Linked DNA regions of Zea mays: all the other regions are linked to region 1. A link is a contact called in public Hi-C data. All regions are on one chromosome and are shown on one strand. Each heading gives the region's core, a stretch centred on a gene start, on an enhancer-like site or on the middle of the called end of the contact. The rest is flanking DNA. Distances are from core to core; before and after follow the strand shown.

Region 1 (4,234 bases), core at 1,607-4,106:
TAGAGCAACTCTAAAAGAACGTGTAAACTAACCCCAAAACAGATATTAGTTTAGAATAGTGGTTTTTCTTACTCCAACAGCTCCTTCATCCTTTCCCCAAAAAATTAGTGTCCCGTATCCACAGCCTCTTCTCCCTCATATTTTGATGTATTTCATCCCTCCCCAATCCATTCTTCAACGTATCAGATAACCCTCAGCCTCTCGACGACTGTATAGATTACGCCACATATCACATTTAAAGGAACTGTTGGAGTACCCATCATAATTCACTCTTAAAACTTTTTAGCCTACTCTTAATAATCAGTTTTTGGGGTAAAATTTTTAACATTCTTTTGGAGTTGCTCTTATCTCTATGTTTGAATGGGCGGCAAAAATTGAAAAAAAAAGATCATTAGCTAACAAGTGCCCTATATATGCATCAAACGTGAGCATAGTATATATGGGTTTTATAGACAATAAGCATGTATTACTCGTTACTCTGTTTTAAATTATAAAATTGCTATGCACCTAATTGCTATGCACTTAAATATATGCTACGTCTAGATATATATATGCTACGTCTAGATATATATACAGTAAGTGTTGAACACCAAAACAGACCGTGCAGACGGTCCAACCCTGAGGTCGGATGGTCCACGGTCTGGACTGTCTACCGTAGCGGCACGAACCATCCCTCTTCCACTCTACGTCGATTAGGGATGCCACGGGTGGCCTGTCGACCCTGGAGCAACCCCTAAAACCCTCCTCCTTGGCGGGATCTACCCGGAGGCGAGTTCTAGGGTTCTTCATATAGAAGAAGAGTACTGGGTCATCACAGACACAGTTCTGTCCTAGACGCGGATTGTCCGGAAAGCGTGCAGAGGAGGATCCGCTCCTACGCTCAGGTCGTGGATCGTCCGGCCTAGGACCGCGGACCATCTGCGCCTCCACAGAGAGCACCGTTAGGTGGTTCATTCCATTGTTTGGCGCTTAGATCAGCGCTAGCAATAAGAATAAAAGCAACGTCTCTAAGAAAACCAAGACATTTTATAATTTATCACTTGTCGTCGTGACGTCGTTGTCGTGGCGGCAACTTTTCTTTGCTGAGAACCAAATAAAACTCGACAAAGTTTTTGCGAAGTGCCTGACAAAAAGTACTCTATAAAGAAACTGTTGTTGATGTATAGTTCATCATGACTTCTTTGCCGAGAGTCACACTCGATAAAGGGTTCGCAGAGTGTTTTCCAGACTTTGTTTAGTGTCTGAAGCACTCGGCAAGCAATTGTGTCCGCTAGTCTATTGTTGTGGCCTAAATATCAAGTTTCAGCTTTACGCGTGCATGTAGGTACTCCTACCTAGTAGTAAGAGTTAGAAAAGCCAGAGCCAACAATCTAGCTATATCCACTCACTTATGGCACATGATAGCGAGTAACGAGAACAGCAGGTAGTAGTTAAAAGGTGAAACGTAACAAACTAACAAGCAAGGAGAAAGAGATGAGCGAGGAAAAGAAGACCCCCTCTCTCTATTATGTCAACAGGGACAGATTACCAAGCAAACATCACGTTACAGGATGATTACGATGAATATAATGGATTGATCTCATCTCGTATCTGAAAGTGGGCCTAAATTAATTAAAGCGAATTCCCGCCAGCAAGTTAGGCTTTGTTTGCTCTTGATTAAACAGCAAATCATCGGTAATACGGTTAGTAAAGCCGGGATGGAGACAGGTACCAGCAGTACCACTTTAGAAAGAAACACACAGTTTTGGAAACCTTGTAGGTTGTTGAATAATGCACATCAGTCCATCATTAATTTATATAACGTACCATGCATGGATGATATATATCAACGGAAGAAAAAAGAAGAGCAAAAGAAGTTCCATGCTATCTCTACTATATTTAAAGTATAATTTTTTTTGTTTGCACGGTTCTACGATCATAGTCGTTGTGCGTCACTCTTCCCATTTTATAAAAAAATAAGGTAAAATTATATATACGTAGAGATTTAAACATTAGTTTTTGAATCTACATCCACACTCACATAACAAACTAAACATACATTTTTTGTGTATTATTAAAATAAAATCAACACATATAATATATAGAAGTCGTAACAACATACGAGCATTCTAACTAGTTGCTATTAGAGGTACCATAATTTCTTTTTTTTCTTAAAAACAAAATGGTACACGCATAGGGACATGGTGTCCATGCATGCATGTGGTGCACCTAATATGTCTTCACCGGTGGTTAGCCAGGGGCCGGCGAGTGGCAAAAGGGCATGCAGTACGACGTAGAGATGTGGGTTCCAAATTAAGGGACCATTTGCATTTCCGGCACCAAATTTGCACATCGTCCGACGCATGGAAGCTAGGGAGTACAAGAGCATGCAGAGTGGTTTCTGGAGTCTGTTTGACATGCAGGGTAGGGAGTTTGTTTTTGAAGTTTTAAACCATCCGTATACGTACGTACGTGCTTCTGGCTCTAACCGTGATGCAGCTCCCATCCAAGATTTATAGTGTATATATATATTAGAGTATAAGAACTTCAAATTTCACAAGAAGTAATGCTCCGGTCAAGCAAGCTGCACTGCATAGTGGAGCAAGTACAAGAGGCGACCTGAACTGAAACAGATCGCGCGGCAGGGAGTCGCTGTCCCTTTGCCAATGTGGTGCCTTGGAAGTTTGACCTGAGAACAACCGGGCAAGCTAGTGCAAGTGCGAGGCCTCCTACCGGACCAGAACTCAAGATCAGTGCGTCGTCGTCCTTAACCGAAGTTGGGCAGACGCTGACCAGCGGCGCATAATAAAACATCTGTTGGAGGTTGGGCCCAGCTGCAGCTTATATATATAATACACAAGGGGATTGGAGTCCTGCAGGAGCAGTGAGAACTGCATGCAAGAGGCACAAAGCAGCAGCTAGCAGTTCATTCAGGTTAGTCATCAGAGGTGACATCGCTCTGGAACTGGAAGACAAGCAGCAGGAAGACAGAGAGATCAATGGCAGCGCAAGGTGCTGGAGCATCAGCTTCTCCCCTGTCCGGCTTCCACGTGGCGCTGCTCCTCCTCCTCACTATCTTGGCTTCCATCCTTGCAAGTAATCTCTCTCTCTGTCTCTCTCTCTCTCTTGCCTTCTGTGTGTGCATAGATGAGCTTGCAGCGGCATGGTTAATCAATCCCAGCTGAACTTTTACATGCTTCTCGTTCTCTGAATGAGTGTCGTGTCGCTCGGAGAAGTAAAGGAACTGTTGAAAGTTTGGTCAGTGCAAGTGCAACCAACGGCCGCTTCTCTTTAATTAATTCCCTTGCTCAGGTCAGGTCAGGTCAGGTCCATGCGTGTGTTCTTGTTCAATTAGCAGCTCAACATTCTGTTGGCGCCACAATCCAGTCAGTCAGAGGCTTTCATAAGTGACGCTGGTCAGTATACGGGCTTCTGTGGGTACATGACTACTGACTACATACATGCTTGATACTGCATGCCTGTTCATCGTCTTCCATGTATGTATGCACCTGCACTGCACGGCCATGGCAGTTGCACTTACTCTTCATCTGCATCCATTCATGTTACCACTGCATCTCATCTCTCGTCTGCACTCAACCACTCACTCACCCACTGATAATCCATGTTGCTTGCAAACCATCCAATCCAAGCCAAGCTAGTGCTACCTCTGCATGCTAGAGCAGCTAGGAGACGACGTAGACACCTTTGGTTCCCTCCTCAAGTCGCTTTGCTCCGTTTCCAAGAAGACTAACTAACCAACGGTCCTGCTGCAGACGTTGCAACAGAAGCTTTGTAGTAGTTAGTAACGGCGCTGCTGATGCTGATTACTGGTAGTGGTAGCGACATACTAACGGTCGGTTTAACCGTCAAGAGCTACCTTCTCCACTGAACGGCACGGCACGGCATGTCATGTACTACTAGTTGACTGTTGACCTAGCTAGCTACTCTGAACCAGGAAAGAATGTAATTCAGCCGATCTATATGTTAGAAGCATGCGTGCATGTACCATCGAAGAGCACTACAGAAAGAGGCCTGACGGAGTGCGAGTTCGGAACCTGCCGGAAATCTTCAGTTACATGTCCTTTTCTTCATCCTCCATCACAGTTCATTCGCAAAAGAAAAGGAAAGGAAAAGGAAAGGAAAGAAAAGAAAAGAAAAGGAAAAGGTCAGAAAAGATGTCTGAACCACCGACTCCCACACTCCGTACCAGCTGATTGACTCTGCGAGAGTGAGCAGAGCACCAGAGGTTTGATGT
Region 2 (4,234 bases), core at 1,506-4,005, 130 kb before region 1:
GATATTCGTTCGCTAGTGTTAATACTCGGCTGGTGTCGTCTCCCGGAGATTTCCCCTTTTGTAGTATGTAAACCGATCCATTTCATAGTTTATCCGCGTTGGGGTTTTCAAAGATGTTTACTAACATTGCAAGCGACCTCGTTCAATTCGCCATTTTTCCTGTAGCATCTTTCAGTGACCTAGTCTGCTCATGGGATTTGAAGAGCCAATGAGGTCGGCGATGCCAAACTCATGTCTCTTAAGTTTGAGAGAGATAACTGAATTTTTGCCATGGCTATGACAGCTTTGCAAATTTTCAAGTTGTTTCATTCGGTCTATCTCACCATGCCCACACTCCAGCCTGGCCCGGCGAGCGAGCACGTTACACACTAGTCTCCTTCTCCTAACTTGGTAGCAGATATATTTTGAGTCCACCTTTAAAGTTGGCCAAAGTCTCCCTTAACTAGCAATGTGGGATTAACCCTGTAAGGGCATGTACAATCCCATTTAATATGAGGTCTCTTGAGGGCTCTCTAGAGGGTTAAATGAAAAAAATACAAGAGACGGACTCTTCGCGAAGAGCTCGTCTCTACATGACTCTCCATACACATGGTCTCTTAAGTGTATTTATGATCCAAAGGCTTGGGATTGTATCATGATGTCTCTTGTATCTAGAAAATCGATCTAGCATCTCTAGGTTGTACAAGCATATTCAATAAGGTGCCTCAAAATAGTGCCTCAAAAGTTGAATAAACTACATCATTTAAAGTGTTTAGGACACTAAAAATAAATTCAGCTTCAATGTATTTAAGGAAATAAAATACATTATTAGGAAAGAAAATGTTGAGCATGATGTTGAAAACAAGGATAAGGCACTAATATGGGGTGTAGGATATTTGGATCACTTCATGTGATGTGCCCTATATATTTTTTTAATAAATATTTATGAAATAGGACATTGTTAGAGCTGTTTTTTTATGAGTTTAGCCTTATGTTTTAAGATATAACATTTAATACGGACCATAAAATATTAATTGTATTAAATGAGATGGTCATGTCGTCTTTCCTACCGCAAGACCGGCTCCATGGCCTCGGATGAGGGGATACGATGATGCAGCCGTGACGAACGGAAGAAGAATGATGCAAACAGAGACAGAAATAAATCCACTACTAGCTAGTAGATGCTACTAGTAGTGGTGGAATATAATACATACAAAGCATGGGGGTCCAATCCGTTAGCACCCCGGCCCGCACCAAGAATTCCACGTACGTATGCGTCATTCGTCAACACAAGCTGCGCTACATCTCCCTGCCCGTAGGCGTACGCAAGGGCTGGCTGGCCGGGATTAATAAATACGATAGCGCGCCCATGTGGATATACATAGATCATATAGAGAGAGAAGAAGAAGAAGAACACAAGATGCATGGCCGGCTGCTAGCGGGATCCTGCGCTGTCCCTAGCTTGAAGAAGATCGAAGAACTCGCTGCTGTACCGCATGCAGGTAGAGCGAAGAATTTCCATGCAGGTAGTAGGGATAGAATTTGATGGGCTGGCAACCCTAGTAGCAAATAAAAACAGGCCGGGACAGGCAGATCAGGGGCACACGTACGCGCGCATGCATGCGATAGCGATGCAATGGAATGCAACGTACCCTGACTACTACCTAGCTAAAGAAAAGAAAAGAACACAAAGTACACACGAGGAAAAACGAGGCCGGCCGGCGAACGGGCGGGCGGGCTTCCACTTCCACAATGCAACCCCGCAGTTCCCGCCCGGACGACGAGGGAACTTTGTTGTTGGATCGCGTCGTGATCGGAGAATGATGCCATCGGTCTCCCGTGGAAAATGGCGAGGAGATCGACGACGTGTTCCGCCGGCTGCTGCGCCGGAGACGGAGACTGATGTGTAGACGCCATGCGACCCGTGCAACTTAACCGGCTGAGACCCCCGCCGGCCGTACATCGTACCGTACGTACCCTAGCTAGGTCGTTTTATCGACGTGACAAGGAAGAACGAACTCCCATATATACATGCAGGGGATATATATATATATATATATATATAGAACACATATATGCTTGTATCTATACACAGTAGAAGAATAATGTTGTTGTATATTTAATAGTTAATCCACGATCTTAAGAGTATGATATCCCTGTATGTGGTTTTCTATATAATACAAATGCCGGTATTTTAGAAAATCATGGCAATCAGCTGGTACGTGTACGTACACGCACGCCGGAAATTTAAAAAAAAAAACAGAGAGAGAGCCTGCGCAGCTGCCACGCGCGGGCTTCTTCCACGTCCGTCCCGCGGACTTCTTAGCTTGCTTGCGTCGTCGTCGTCGATCGGGATCAGACGTCGAGGTCGAGCACCGTAGACCGCCATTATTGTCTCCGTGGAAAACGTACGTAGGACGACGACGTACGACGTGTGTGCCAGGCTCTGCGGCGCCGGAGGGGTGACACGACCCCATGCATGCAACTTGATCCAGATGGCCGCCTTATAGCTGTGGCGATCGAGTGTGGCTAGTGCTAGTAGTCAACCCGGCTGGCCGCCCGCCCGCCGAACGGTGCAACACACACCACGTCCACATGCATGAATATAATGCGTCTTTTTTGGAGTCTCTCTGGACGCGGGAAACGTACCAGGCTGGCAACTCTGGGAGGCCGAGGCGAGGCGAGGCTCATCAGACCTCGGATGGGACGTGCGTGTATGCGTCTTGTGTGTATATAAAGGGGAGGGGGTGTTCGTTGTATCCAAGAGAGCAAACTAGTGAGTGAGAGAGAGACAGAGAGATCATCGATCGATCGACGACCATGGCGAGGCAACGACAAGTTGCTTCCATGCTTGCAGCTGCTCTGCTCGTTGCAACGACGTTTGCGTCCATTCCTACAAGTACTGATCGCGTATTATCCGTCACCGTCGTGGTCGTTAATTCGTTGATTGTTATTACCTCGCTCGCTCTATATATATGTCGTTGCTGTTCTATTCGTTGTTTTATTTGCATGTGTGCATGCAAGCGTGTTGTTTTATTTGCATATATTAATAGGAATTTAAATTGTGCTTATTAGCTCTAAACTTACGTTCATACCGACCTAACCAATCATATATGTCTTTATGTTTTATACTTTATACTTAATAAATAAAAATCATAGCAACATATCTAGCTAGTGTATATATGTACTTCTTGAATTGAATGAATAGTATAGATTATTATATTACATCTATCATGTGTATATATTTTTTGTGCAATTTACAGCCTTTTGTAATATGCGGACCTATAGAATAAACTACTATTGTTGCATGATTCCAATCCTAATAAAAGAGTAGTGTTAGTAGCAATCAGTGTCAAGCAGTAGATTTATTAGTATACATATATATATATATATATATATATATAACTTCATGCGTGTACGCTAGAGGATATCGAGGAATCGTTCGGTCTTTCATCATCCATCCAACTCTCTGCTGCATAAATCACGAATATATGCCTAATAATTTTGTTTCGACACGTACGTATTCTCACCTTCTCTCCTTCCGTACGTTGATCGCCAGATAAACAACTAATTAATCAAGCACTCCAAAGATGATTTGCAGCTAGCGTGCATCCGAATATATGCAAATATTTTGCCAACATGTGCTAGCTAGTATATATGCTACAACACCTCACACGACGACGACGACGACGTTTCATTGCGTGCAGCCGTGCACTCCATCGGCGTCTGCTACGGCACGCTGGGCAACAACCTGCCGTCCAGCAGCGACGTGGTGCAGCTCTACAGGTCCAAGGGCATCAAAGGCATGCGCATCTACTCCCCCGACGCCAAAGCCCTCGCCGCCCTGCGCAACTCCGGCATCGCGCTCATCCTCGACACCGGCAACGGCGGCGGCGTCCTGGGCCAGCTCGCCAGGAGCGCCTCGTTCGCGGACTCGTGGGTGCAGAGCAACGTGCGGCCCTACTACCCCGCCGTCGGCATCAAGTACGTCGCGGTGGGCAACGAGGTGCAGGGCGACGACACGCGCAGCCTCCTCCCGGCGATGCGCAACCTGGACGCCGCCCTGGCGCGCGCCGGCTTCCCGGGCATCAAGTGCTCCACGTCGGTGCGCTTCGACGTGGTCGCCAACTCGTTCCCGCCCTCCAGCGGCTCCTTCGCGCAGGGCTACATGGCGGACGTCGCGCGCTACCTGGCCGGCACCGGCGCGCCGCTGCTCGCCAACGTGTACCCTTACTTCGCGTACCGGGACAACCCG
Region 3 (3,932 bases), core at 1,373-3,872, 210 kb after region 1:
GGTCCCATTCCGCGTTGGCCAGTGAAAAGGCGGCGCGTGGGCGTGGTGGTGGCGGGTACTCATTCCCCGCGCGCGGCAAAGTTCGTTAATCCTCCGCCCCCGTGGAGCTTCGTTTTAAACAACAAGGCTCGTTCTTCTCCTTTGCTGGTTGCTGCTACTACTCCTTCTGACCGCACGCGGCACGCGGCACGCGCGCACGCACACGACACTTGACCGGTCTTGGGTCTCTTTCGTACATGCGGACCAGACCATCAGCAGATGCATGCGGATTCACCGCCTCACAGACCAGGAGCCGGATGCCCGCTTGTAAAAAAAAGAAAAAAAAAGAAAAGGAAAGGAAAACCCAACGACAACACACGGCGCGGCACTGTACTGTGTGATTGCGCTGACAGCATGATTCGATCGATCCCGCTCGTGGTGCATGCGTGCCTGCCCCCGCTGGAAACGGCAAGGATAACCTACACAATGCATGCAGGCAGCTCAGAGAAATATACTCCTTGCTAATATCTGCTGTAGTTTTCGTTATCCGCTAAGCACGCTCGTGTCGCCGCAATGAGCAGGCGGTCGTGCGTGCATGTGTACTGTACAGTCAGTCCAGTGTCCAGTCCTCATCCCGTGCTGCTGGTGGTACTTGTGGCCGGACAGCCAGCCAGCGAGCGATCGCGAAGCGGTGACCCTCTCGAGGCCGAGGAGGGCGGCGCGAGGAAGAAAACAAAACACGGGGCTCCCACGTTTTTTTCCCCCAAAATGCCCGCCCAAAGGCGTGCGTGCGTGCACGGCCCGTTGTGGCGTCCGTTTTTTGAACCGCAAGCCACGCTTTTGATTAACGGAATCGCCGTGGCACGGGCGCACGTTCCGCGTCCGTATAGATAGCGGCGTTCTCGCTGTTACTATTATATTGTTGTCGCTCTGGGCAGGCCATGTGTCTGCTGCGACGCCGGACGGACAGCGCGCGCCTGCGCCTGCGTGCCTAGGTAGACTGCAGACGAAGCAAAGGGCGGGCGGGCGGGCGGCCGGCCCTGGCAGCCCGCCGGCCGCACAAGCGCAGCGCAGGTGCTCGTCACGCGACAGTGCCGGGCGCAATTAATAGCCCGCGAACGCAAACGTGGCCCCCCCTGGTGGTGGGTGGTTCGTGGGTGGGATCCCACCATCCATCCGCGGCGGCAGCGCTTTCCGTGGATCCGGTCCACGGCTCCGCGTCCGCGGCTGCGCCCGCCGTCGGCCTCCCGCGTCCGTTCGCCTTGGCCTCGGGTTTTGGTTCCGAGGTGAGATACAAACGCTGCAGCAAGAAAAAAAAGAGTAGGCCCAAATCCAATGAAGCACGAAGCTTAACAGGGGGCATTCCAGGATTAGTAGTACTACGGGACGGGGCCGACGGCAGACGACAGCAGGCCCGGCCAGAGCACAAGACACGCGCGCGCTGGCCTGCTCTCTCCGATTCATTTCCACCATCTACTCCCCCGTACGACCCGGCGGGAGGCGAGCTGCAGCTGCCGCCTGCTACGCTAGCCTGGTCTGGTCTGGTCTGCTGGTCCCTCCCTCCTCCCTCCCGGTCAAAGCGGCCGCCGCTGACCGCCCGGGTCGTCAGTGCCAACCGAACCCGAACCGCCCAGACCCGAACCCGGTACTGGGCGGAGTGGCCGGGTCGCTATCGCCGGATGGATCGACATCGACCGGGGTGGCCCCCCGACCGAGGTCAAACAAACAAAGGCGCCCATATCGCCGCGCACGCAGGCCGCGTCTTTTGCCCCGTGGCGCTGCCGCCACCGCCCTGCCTTGCCTGCGCCCGCCCGCCCGCAACGGCCGAAAAGCCCCGCCGCCCCCCGCAATTCTTTCTCGCGTAAATTATGCAAGCAAAGCGGCCGGAGCGCATACGAGGACGGGATGGATCACCCCTACTGGTCGCTAGCCTCCTCGCCTTTTTGACGGCCTGGCCTGGCCGCGCCTCCTATGCAACTTCCCGTCGCCAATGCCTTCGCTCGCTGATTGGCTGCGCCGCCGGCCGCCGCCGCCGATTTGGTTAAGTTGACCCACCCGGAGACGCTTCTGCTGCCAGGTCGCCGCCATTGCTTGCTGACACCCGCATCACTTGCGATGCGATCGCCGTCGACATTGACGTAGGTAGTACGCGAGAGAGAGAGAGGCCTCAAGAGAACACGTCAACGTTAACCTAATGAAAAGAAAAGAGCACGTGGAGTACAGTAGGCTAGGCTACGCCATCAGCTTTTTTTTTCTAAAAGTCGTGGCGTTTGTTGCCAACGCCACGTACTGGAACAAAATCCACAAGCATGGACGGCCGTCGATCGCATCATCCATCGAGCGTGACAAAACCAAACGCATAATACAACCATATACTACTGCTGATCTGTAGTAGTATATATATACAACAACAACACATGAGCACTGCGTCTGGCCTCTGGCGTTGTCTTGAGCAAAACAAAGCGGGGAGGGAAGTACACTCCAGGTCTCCAGCAGGTCAAAGCCGGGCACGGGAAAAAAAAGAAGCATTCCACAAACGTACGAAAAAAATGGAAATGCAGACAGACAGGTGGTGGCTGGCGCTGCCTGTGCCTAGGCTATATAGCCTAGCCTGGAGCAGGGGCCAAATCGCAAAACTTCCGGCGCGTAATAAAACGGGCAAGGCCAGCGCCAGGCCACGCTCTTCCCTTTCGCTTGCCCCTGCCCCTCTCCCCTATTTCTCTATTTCTTTCCCCCTCTCGCCTCGCCGCGCCTCCCCTTCTCTCTCTCTCCCCCCTTTCCCCCACTACTAGCCGCCCCTCCCTCCTCCTCCCTTCAACACCCCCGCTCGGCGCCGCTTCGCGCCGGTCTCATTCGCCCGCCATTCCGCCGCGCGCCGCCGCCAGGGCGCCGCGTCCCGGGCACGCGCGCGTGCGGTGCGGGCGCTGGCGCGGGCGCCAGGAGAGAGAGGGAGGGAGGTAGCGACCGCCCCTGCCCCCGGCCCCCCGGGGATGCTGCCGTGATCGCCGCCGTGCGCCTGGAGCCGGGGGGATGGGGCGGGTCGGGCTCGGCGTGGCGGCGGGCTGCGCGGCCGCCACGTGCGCGATCGCCGCCGCGCTGGTGGCGCGCCGGGCGGCGGCGCGGTCGCGGTGGCGCCGCGCCGTCGCGCTGCTCAGGGAGTTCGAGGACGGCTGCGCCACGCCGCCGCCGCGCCTGCGCCAGGTCGTCGACGCCATGGTCGTCGAGATGCACGCCGGCCTCGCGTCCGACGGCGGCAGCAAGCTCAAGATGCTGCTCACCTTCGTCGACGCGCTCCCCGCCGGGTACGTACGGCACAGCGCCTCCCGCTCCCCCCCCACCCCACCTCACTGCCTGCAGGCCCTTGTCCTCCGCCGTGCGCGGCCTCGCGATTCCATATGATTTGAAGCGCCCCCCAGCTCCTCCCTTTCCCCCCTCCTCCTGATTCTTGATTAGAACGGGCACAAAAAAGCCTGTCCTCTTTTTTTTAACACCCCGTCGTAACTGACTGACATGCTGGTAGTTGGATCATACCCTTGCATCTTGCCGTCTTGGTCGCCTCCGATTTTACCCCGCTGTGCGTACATAAATGTGATTTCTTTTTTCTTGGTTCCTTCTGCTGCTTCCTTTGCCTTCCCAGCTGCTGTGGAGCGACGCGCATTTCTCGCCTTCCTTTGGGCGTCCGTGCGAAATGTACGGATTCGATTTTTTTTCGCCGCTTAAGGTTTCTGATTGGTTTGTTTTGGTTTAAAAACTTATCTACCGCCCAATGCTGCTTGCATTGAGGGTCGTACTAGTCGTGTCGAATCTGTCGATGCTAAGTTGAGGATCCTTTCACACTCATCTCCCTGCTCCGCAATGGTGAACAAATCTGGGTCCCTGCCTTTCTGATGTGTTCATCCCACAGTGAGCGAATTTGGGCCGTTACTTTTGCTGATATATTATGTTCCTGTATA

Evidence for each region. A called contact is a pair of places that touch in the nucleus more often than the background predicts.
Region 2: a Hi-C map of tassel shows a contact between it and region 1, with 2.0 times the contacts expected there. The contact joins the promoter of LOC100272379 here to the promoter of LOC100285031 in region 1. A contact is called at or near these places in 2 of 25 Hi-C or Micro-C datasets (leaf and tassel).
Region 3: a contact with region 1 is called in a Hi-C map of bundle sheath, with 3 times the contacts expected there. The contact joins the promoter of LOC103650768 here to the promoter of LOC100285031 in region 1. A contact is called at or near these places in 5 of 25 Hi-C or Micro-C datasets (bundle sheath, ear, leaf and 1 more).

What each region holds. Positions count from the first base shown.
Region 1 is chr3:154,065,490-154,069,723 of Zm-B73-REFERENCE-NAM-5.0, forward strand. It overlaps LOC100285031 (lichenase-2), which reads left to right and starts at 2,857. Exons shown (of 2, transcript NM_001157926.1): 1 at 2,857-3,075. The coding sequence starts at 2,979.
Region 2 is chr3:153,935,508-153,939,741 of Zm-B73-REFERENCE-NAM-5.0, forward strand. LOC100272379 reads left to right here and starts at 2,756. Exons shown (of 2, transcript NM_001146860.2): 1 at 2,756-2,878; 2 at 3,687-4,234. The coding sequence starts at 2,800.
Region 3 is chr3:154,275,269-154,279,200 of Zm-B73-REFERENCE-NAM-5.0, forward strand. LOC103650768 (hexokinase-3) reads left to right here and starts at 2,623. Exons shown (of 9, transcript XM_008676343.4): 1 at 2,623-3,281. The coding sequence starts at 3,010.